3 separate regions of the Mus musculus genome follow, and regions 1 and 2 are each linked to region 3. Evidence: chromatin contacts called from public Hi-C and HiChIP or PLAC-seq data. All regions are on one chromosome and are shown on one strand. The core of a region is the stretch at or near the end of the contact, and the rest is flanking DNA. Distances in the headings are between cores, read along the strand shown. Region 1 holds the start of Mafk (v-maf musculoaponeurotic fibrosarcoma oncogene family, protein K (avian)). Region 2 holds the start of Dnajc30 (DnaJ heat shock protein family (Hsp40) member C30). Region 3 holds the start of Trim56 (tripartite motif-containing 56).

Region 1 (2,700 bases), core at 87-2,586, 2.7 Mb after region 3:
TGGCACTATTAGGAGGTATGGCCTTGTTGGAATAGGTGTCTCACTGTGGGTGTGGGCTTTAAGACCCTCATCCTTACTGCTTGGAAGTCAGTCTTCCTAGCAGCCTTCAGATGAAGATGTAGAACTCTCAGCTCTGCCTGCACCATGACTGCCTGGATGCTACCATGATCCTTGATGATAATGGACTAAACCTCTGAACCTATAAGGCAGCCCTAACTAAATGTTGTCCTTATAAGAGTTACCTTGGTCGTGGTGACTATTCACAGCAGTAAAAACCTAACTAAGACACTATCCATTGCTTACAGGGAGAGGGAGAGGGGGGAGGGGGAGGGGAGGGGGAGGGGGAGAGGGAGAGGGAGGGAGGAGAGGGAGGGAGGAGAGGGAGAAGGGGGGAGGGGGAGGGGGAGGGGGAGGGGCAGGCTTAGGTGAAGGCACTTAGGGTGAAGGCAGAAGGATTAAGAGCTTCAAGACAGTGCCAGTGAGGTGGCTCAGTGGGTAAAGGTACCAAGTCTGAGTTCAATTTTCGGAACCCAAAAGTGGAAAGAAAAAACAGATTCCCTAAAGTTGCCCTCTGACTTCCACACATTCGTGGTAGTGTGTGCACACCAATCCACATACATATGAACACACATATAAATAAGTAAAAAAAAAAAATAAAGTTTTATAAGTGTTCCAGGCCACTCTGAGCTGCACAGTGAGACCTTACCTCTGTCTCAGATATAAATCAAAAGGTCATGGTATGGGTCAGAAGAGGATGCTACATACATATCTCTTTCTCCTTTGTAGGGTGCATCTGCCTTGCTGATTATGTGGTGTAACTGAGCCACTTCGCCACCTTGACGTGGGCTTGGTGTTAGGTCCAGAACATGGTCACTAGCCAGTTGGCCTCTATTCTCTCTGCCAAGACCCGGGGAGGCTCCAGCAGCCTCAGGATCACAGTGAGTAGCATAGACGACAGTGGGTGACATAGAGACATAATGCCCAGGCTGAAAGTTCAAGGAAACGTGGGGTCCATACCCAGTGTGCGTCACGCTCGCCTGACACCCCCTACCTTGGGAAAGGAGCACAGACCCCGCCCCGGGTGTGTTGGGGATGGACAGGGCCAGGAGCTCAGCAATGAGACAACTGCACGTGGAAGCATGTAGGAGGACCCAGGGACTGGGGCAGCGAGGGGCGTGGCCATCAGGGGCGTGGTGCCGACGCGCGGCCAGAGAGGGCGTGGTTTTGGTGAGCGAAGAAGCGTGAGCAACAGGGGCGTGATCACTAGGGGCGTGGCCATCGCGGGGGCGGGGCGGTGACGCGCTTCGACGCGCGATCCCGGAAGCGGTGTCAGTACTGGGGAGCCGGCGGCGGGCGGCGGGTGGCAGGGACTTGTTGTTCTTCGCCGAGTCGGAACGAGAAGTCCGAAGCGCGCAGGCGGAGACGGCGACTAAGGGGAGCGCGAGAGCAGAAGCGCTTGTGAAGAGTGCGTGTCCGCAAGGAGCCGCCGCGCCCGGCCCCGCGCGCGACCCGGGTGAGTGAGGGGCTTCGGGAACTGGGTAGGGGAACCCAGAGTTCGTGCACCTGCGGGAGGAGCACCCCGAAGGCCGCGGGACCCAGCCTGGGCCTCGAGCACGTGCCACGCGGGACCTAGCTCAAGGCCCACACGGGACCCACCACGTGCGGGAGAGTGGCACCCGGGAGCCGTGCGCACCTGGCCATTTCCGTCGGCGTAGAATTCGCCCCCACCTCGCCCCCGGCCGGGACCCCGAAAGGGCCTGAGTAACTGGTGTCACTTTCTAATCAGCTGACCGGCCAGCGGTGCCGGATGTGGAAGCTGTGGGTGGGGAGCGAGGCAGGTGACCGTCTTGGCCAGCCTATCGCTTCCGTCACTTTCTTCAGGTGTGGTCTGGGGCCAAGGTCCCATCCAACTCTGAAGTGCGAGGTTCCCTAGTAGGGTGAGCGGATAGGCGTGTTAAGAGTGTGCATGTTTACGAGCGTGCGGCGAGAAATCAGAAGCAAAAACTCTAGCAAATTACAGGTGAAGAAAGCCTCGTGGGTCCTAGGTGCCTAGATTAGATCTCTTTGGGGGAGATAGACTCCTCTTCTGGTATCCTTGAGATAACAGCCACTCCAGCCTCCTAGAACTTGCCCCGTAAGAACGCAGTCGGTATTTGGGAGGTGAGGCTGCTTGGTGCTCTTGTTTCTCTAGGGAAGTTAGTCTGAGCCTCGCTTTTCACACAGCTCTCATTGCTAACACAGATGCACTTTAACAGTTCGCCTTCCAATTGATGGACAGGCACTCAGTACACTCAGTCCTCAAAAGCTAGCTTGTGTCTCAGCTGGTAGGTAGTTCACCCCTTCCACTCCTGTGGAGTCACTAAAATTAGCCCTGGGACCCCAGAGGTTGGCACTGCTGAGGTCATACTGTGGCAGCAACATTTCAGAAGGTATCTGGTGGAGTGCACGTGGGTACTTTGATGCTTTGAGCTGGTGTTTTAGGGCCAGGTAACTTCTTTCAAAGGTGTTGGTCTAAAGCCATTATGTTATGGTGGCACATGCTTGTACTCCTAGCACATGGGAGTCTGAGGCAGGAAGATCTTGAGTTTAAGGTTAGCCTGGATTGCTTAGCTAGTTCAAGACCAGCCTTAGTTACATAGCGAGACACTGTCACACAAAACCAAACTGAAACAGTAGGTGTGAATTTAAGCATGTGGATGG
Region 2 (2,700 bases), core at 187-2,686, 2.1 Mb before region 3:
GCATGTCTGGAATCCCCATATGCAGACGGCAGAAGGCCAGCCTTATATGATAATGTGGCCATATCTCAAAAAAATTAGCAAAATAAACTATAATCAACTTACTTAACTCTAGAGTTACTAAAGAATGACTTTTAGGCCAATATACTCAAAATGACATTTCAGTACATAATCAGTATAAAATTGTGAATGTGTTGTGTGTGTGTGTGTGTGTTGTGTGTATGTGTGCTCATTTCTTCACATTAGGCCATTTTGACTTACAGTTTTAATAGCTAGCTACTGACTGCCATACTGAACAGAGAATGGCCACACCTGGTCTTCCCAAAAATCAAGGTAAACAGCCCCACAGAAGAGTGTTCCATACAGCCATACGTGCGGGACCATGTCTGCAATTTTACCACTAGTAAGGTAGAGACAAGAGGGTCTGGAATTCAATCACCTCCACTACATAGCAAGTTCAAGAATACTCTGGGCAATATGAGACCAGGTTTCAAACAAACAAACAAAACCAAATAAGCTACCATGTAGAGGATTCAGATATTATTTATGTCAATGGTTGACATGACAACTCAGTGCAATCATGCATTTAAATAAAGATCACAATAAACCCACAATGAGTATGTCCTCTCTCTAATAGTACTGATTCCTTCCGGGGGTGTAGCCTAATGGTAGAGTGCTTTTCAGAATCATCCAGTGAATGGCTAGGGGTGTGCCTCAAAAGTAAAATGTCTACTTAGAATCCCCAAGCGAGGGGCAGGAAGTATCGCTCAGTGACAGACCACTTATGCAGTATGACAGTACCTTATCATATCTTCTAACTATTGCTTACTTTACCACATATTTAAAACACATTGTCAAACGACCCAGGGTAAACTGGAGATGAATATACCCACACTGAGGTAGCAAGATCTTTCCAGGAGCTCAATGGCTTCAAGTTCCCTTTACCGGTGGCAGAACTGCATGTACGCAGACCCACACACACACACACACACACACACACACACACACACTCACACACACTCCCAAATTCTACATGCTTTCCAAGGGACGCCCATAATCGGGGCGACTCGCCGATCCCGACCCCCGCGATGCCGCTCAACAGCCATGCTCTCCTCACTTGCGAACGTATTTCCGGGCTTCATTCTGGTCATAAAACTGTTGAGAAGAGAAAAACACATGGGAGTTTTAAGGGAAGAATCCAAAAGCAGTCATTCTAGAAAAAGACCAAGACCTGGCGGGGCTCTCACCAGCTCCGGCGGTCCGCTGTGTTCGGGTCTCCGGCTACGAGATGCCATCTCGATGGTATGGCAACGCTGGGACCGGCGAGCACTAGCGCGACGCTTTGACGTCATCAATCTGCGCCCGCCTCAGGCGGACCTTTTCCCCCGCCTTTCCTTTTATTTGATTGGCTAGAAGGTGGGGACGCCGCTCAGGATTCGAGGCCTCCATTGGCTGCCTCGGCGCCGCCCCCTCCCAGCCACAACATGGCGGCCGCGCGCTGCCTGGGGTGGACCCTGTCACCGCTATGGAGATGGTGGCAGGTCCGGGGGTTGCCTCCGAGTTCCGCCACGGGTTTGTGCTCGCGAGGGAGGACTTACTCCCGCACCGCCCTCTATGAGCTGCTGGGCGTCCCCTCCACGGCCACGCAAGCACAGATCAAAGCGGCGTACTACCGGCAGAGCTTCCTCTACCATCCGGATCGCAACCCCGGGAGCGCCGAGGCCGCCGAGCGCTTCACGCGCGTCTCCGAAGCTTACCTGGTCTTGGGCAGCACCATCCTCCGGCGCAAGTATGACCGAGGTTTGCTCAGCGACCAGGACCTGCGCGGACCTGGCGTCAAGCCCTCTAAGACGCCCGTGGCCGATCCCGCTCCTCCTCGCCCTCCTCCCTACACCCCTCGGGCTCCCGGTGGCTCTAGGGCTTCTCCCGGCGACGGTCGCACCATGTTCGACTTTGACGCCTTCTACCAGGCGCACTACGGAGAGCAGCTAGAGAGAGAACGGCGTTTGCGCGCCCGGAGGGAAGCCCTTCGCAAAAAGCAGGAGAACCAGGCCAACAAGGGGACCAGCTGGGACGATACACGAGACGCCACTTTCTTTGTCGTCCTTTTCCTTATCTTCGTCTTTGTTGGCTTTCGTATTTAATCGGAGAAAAGGAGGGGAAGGGATCCAGCCCAAGCAACCTTCCTTTCTAGACCTTTGAACCATTGGTCTGCGATTGACTTGACTTCCTCTAGTGGTGTTCTCTTGACCCTCCTCACACCCTCCAGCCTGGCCAGTGATCAACACATCCCTCTCCTTTGGTCCAGAAAAAGACGCTTTTCAGTGGCCAAGAAAGAGGCCCCCGGATAAAGATTCCTGTGAAGACCAGAAATTTAAGTGCTTTCCAGAGTCCCCTGGGTGCCTGTTCATTTCTAGAAGTTACCTTCAGTTGCCAACTCCCAGAACACTTGCTGCGGTTTTAACCAGAAGCCCTGAGCAAGATTTGCCCTGTCCCCTGCCACATGTCTGTATAATAGGTGGTGTTTCCCCTGTAACTGCTGAACTGTGCAATACGACTGGTTGTCCGATGCCAAAAAGATTTAATTCTTGGGGACTCGAGTGAAATTTGTTTTTCTGTGTTACCCCAAGCCACAGGTGAGACTTGATCAAAGATCCAGCAGACGCTGGGGATGTAGCTCTGTGAGAGAATGCTAGCAACAAA
Region 3 (2,700 bases), core at 112-2,611:
TTTTCTTCCACTTTGTTCTCTTTACAGACACTCACCAAACGTAAACATGCGACCGGCTGTAGGAAGTGCTGAGCCTGTGGGAAAGATGAGACCAGGTAGCCCCCAGGCCTCAGAGATAGAATACTCTAATTAGTAACATACCAGGTCAAGGGCCAAAGGTAGGTGTAGCCCAAGCCCTTCCCGTCTCATGTAGCCCAGGCTGGCCTCAAACTTGGCCAAGTAGCCCAGGATGACCTTGACCTTCTGAACTTCCTGCCTCCACTTCCGGAGCCCTGGGAAGTTTATGTAGCACTGGAGAAGCAACCTAGGGCTTCTTGTGAGCTAGGCAGCCCTGCTCCTGGGTCTAGCTCCAAGCTTGTGCTCCTCCTGCCTCAGTCTCCTGCGTGCTCACATCACAGGCAAGCACCACCACGTTCACCTTGCCATGGGTCCTGTTATCAGTGGGTGCTAGGACTCAAGGGGCAGCCAGGAAGGACACACAGGTCAGGGGCATGCGAGCACTGTGCTTTTCGATGTTGGACAGGGTCCCGCAGTCTTTGTCCATCCATCTGTCTGGGAGGGTGTCCTGGGAGGGTGGAAGGGGCCCTACTTCCTGCCCCATCTAGCTTTGAAAATAACAACAGATCAAGATGAAGGCTCAGGGAGAAAAAGTTCATCTCCTTCCTTTTCCTGGACCTGGGGGTCATGTAGATCTGGCCTGACTCCTGGAGTCCTCTAATTTTACCATTCCTACCAAACTCATTCTAGAATCCCCTGGAGGGAAGGTACTGTAAGTCCCCAGCACGGTGGCGACTTAATAAAGAAAGCTGGAGCCCGAGACAGGAAGCTTGCCACAAATTTGAGGCTAGCCTGGGTTTAAAAGTGAGTTTCAGGACAGCCTGGGGCTACAATAGTGAGTTCTGGTTGAGCTTGCCCTACAGAGAGATCTAGCCTTGAGAGAGAGAATGAGAGCGATCACTTTTCTTTTTCCCCAGTGTTGGGAGGAAAAAAAAACAAACAAACTCGGAGTGGGGGGTGGGGGTGCGGTTGTCTACACTCAGTGAGTGTAGGATTCAGGACACAAGGTGGGAGGTGGGAGGCTGAGGGACAGGGCCTGGCTCCAAGCTTGTCCTCCCAAGCTTCTCAGGTCCCCTCTGCCCTCTCTCCCCTCCCTTCCTTTCCCTCTCCCGGGCTTTCTCACTTCCCCTTTCCTCCCTCCCCTCCCCCCAGGCTAGTCTTTCTGGGTGCTGGCTCTTAACCCCATCCGCCTTCCCGGGCTCTCCTTACCCAGCCACAGCTGATCCTGGACTCTCCCAGCAGGACCGGGGAGCCCCGAAATCCCGCTACCGCCAGCAGTTGACTACCTGCAAGAGAAACAAAACTGAAAGTAATCGTACTGTGGTGGTGCAACTTCCGTCCCCGGCCCGGGACAACTACTCTGGGGCGCAAGCCCCGCCTTCCTCACCACTCCACCCTGGAACCCTCCCTCCCCTCTGGCCGGGGCAATAAGGCCAGACCCGACTCCAGCAGGAAGGTCTGGGGGCTACAGGTTAGGGCGACTGGTAGCCCCAGGCTCAAGCTGTCAGCTTGTGTGTGTGTTGCAAACAAGACACTGCCCCAGAATCTATTCTCTGAGCATGTTTATCGGGTCAGGATGTTTATGTGTGGCAAGGAATGACAGATGAGCGATTGGGCCAGTGGGCGAGGCTCCTCGTGGGTCCTTTGCTAACCGTTGAAGCTGTGAGCCCCAGATAAGAACATTTCCAGAGCTTAGCGCAGTCTTTCTGGAGGAGGCTGTCTAGAGATGTGTTTGAGGAGGTCTCGGAGCATTTGGGGGCTTTCCCGGGGCAAGAGCGTTCTGAGAGCAACAGGTGTGCAGGGACAGAGAAATGACATCCGAAATCCTCAGCCTTCGGTGGTGGGCCACAGCTGTAATCCCTGCGCTGGGAGCTGGAGGCAGGAAGACCAGAGGTTCCATGCTAGCTAGCCTCAGATACTTGGCAAGTTTAAGGCCTGTGAAGCTTGAAAGAATCACAGGGGACCGTGTGAACCGTGGAAGACAACAGACGTTGTAGAGGGAGGAATTGACTAACATTGTTGGATGCCACAAACCAGGTAGTCAATCAAAATGAGGACAGGAAGTCATTGGGGTGGTAGCAGACCTAACATGGTTCACCTTGTCGATCTCCCTACCCTTTTATTCTCTCCCCCAAATTTTTGCTTCATGCTGGTGTAAAAGCAACATATTCAGAAAAAAAAATGTACTTTGGGTGTTTTTTTTTTCTTATGTATATATTTAGACAAAGTCTCGTTATTTAGCCCAGGCTAGCTTCAAGATCCTTCTGCCCCAGCCTCTTGAGTGTTGGTATTTCAGGTGTGTACCACCACCTCCATCTTTGGAAATTTTTTTTTTTTTTTTTTTTTTTTTAGCCTAGAAAAAAAAGTACAATTCCAAGGGGAAGGCCTGGAAAAACCAGACAGCACAGAAAGACAAGAGAGATTAAGGTTGCACTGGGGTGGACTCACCCCCATATGGCTCAATGGCTTACAGTGGTAGAAAGCTCGCCTGGTATGCCCGAGGCCCTGGATTACACCCACAGCACCTAATAAACTAGGCATAACCCCAGCACTTGGGAGGCAGAGGCTGGAAGATCTGGAGTTTGAGGTCATCTTCAACATATAGCGAGTTCCAGCCAGCCTGAGACATGTGAGACCTTGTTT

Evidence for each region. A called contact is a pair of places that touch in the nucleus more often than the background predicts. HiChIP or PLAC-seq counts read pairs in DNA pulled down with a chosen protein or histone mark.
Region 1: a contact with region 3 is called in an H3K27ac HiChIP or PLAC-seq map of double positive thymocytes, with 6 times the contacts expected there. The contact joins the promoter of Mafk here to the promoter of Trim56 in region 3. A contact is called at or near these places in 1 of 39 promoter capture datasets (erythroid cells), 1 of 115 datasets of contacts at active chromatin or transcription factors (double positive thymocytes) and 1 of 9 other capture datasets (liver).
Region 2: a contact with region 3 is called in a Hi-C map of B cells, with 7 read pairs. The contact joins the promoter of Dnajc30 here to the promoter of Trim56 in region 3. A contact is called at or near these places in 1 of 39 promoter capture datasets (pre-B cells) and 1 of 484 Hi-C or Micro-C datasets (B cells).

What each region holds. Positions count from the first base shown.
Region 1 is chr5:139,790,200-139,792,899 of GRCm38.p6, forward strand. Mafk (v-maf musculoaponeurotic fibrosarcoma oncogene family, protein K (avian)) reads left to right here and starts at 1,337. Exons shown (of 3, transcript NM_010757.2): 1 at 1,337-1,513.
Region 2 is chr5:135,062,770-135,065,469 of GRCm38.p6, forward strand. It overlaps Dnajc30 (DnaJ heat shock protein family (Hsp40) member C30), which reads left to right and starts at 1,437. Exons shown (of 1, transcript NM_025362.3): 1 at 1,437-2,596. The coding sequence starts at 1,482. The coding sequence ends at 2,141. It overlaps Bud23 (BUD23, rRNA methyltransferase and ribosome maturation factor), which reads right to left and starts at 2,190. Exons shown (of 13, transcript NM_025375.4): 1 at 1,755-2,190; 2 at 1,245-1,406; 3 at 1,115-1,152. The coding sequence starts at 1,292.
Region 3 is chr5:137,114,846-137,117,545 of GRCm38.p6, forward strand. It overlaps Trim56 (tripartite motif-containing 56), which reads right to left and starts at 1,362. Exons shown (of 3, transcript NM_201373.4): 1 at 1,267-1,362; 2 at 1-108.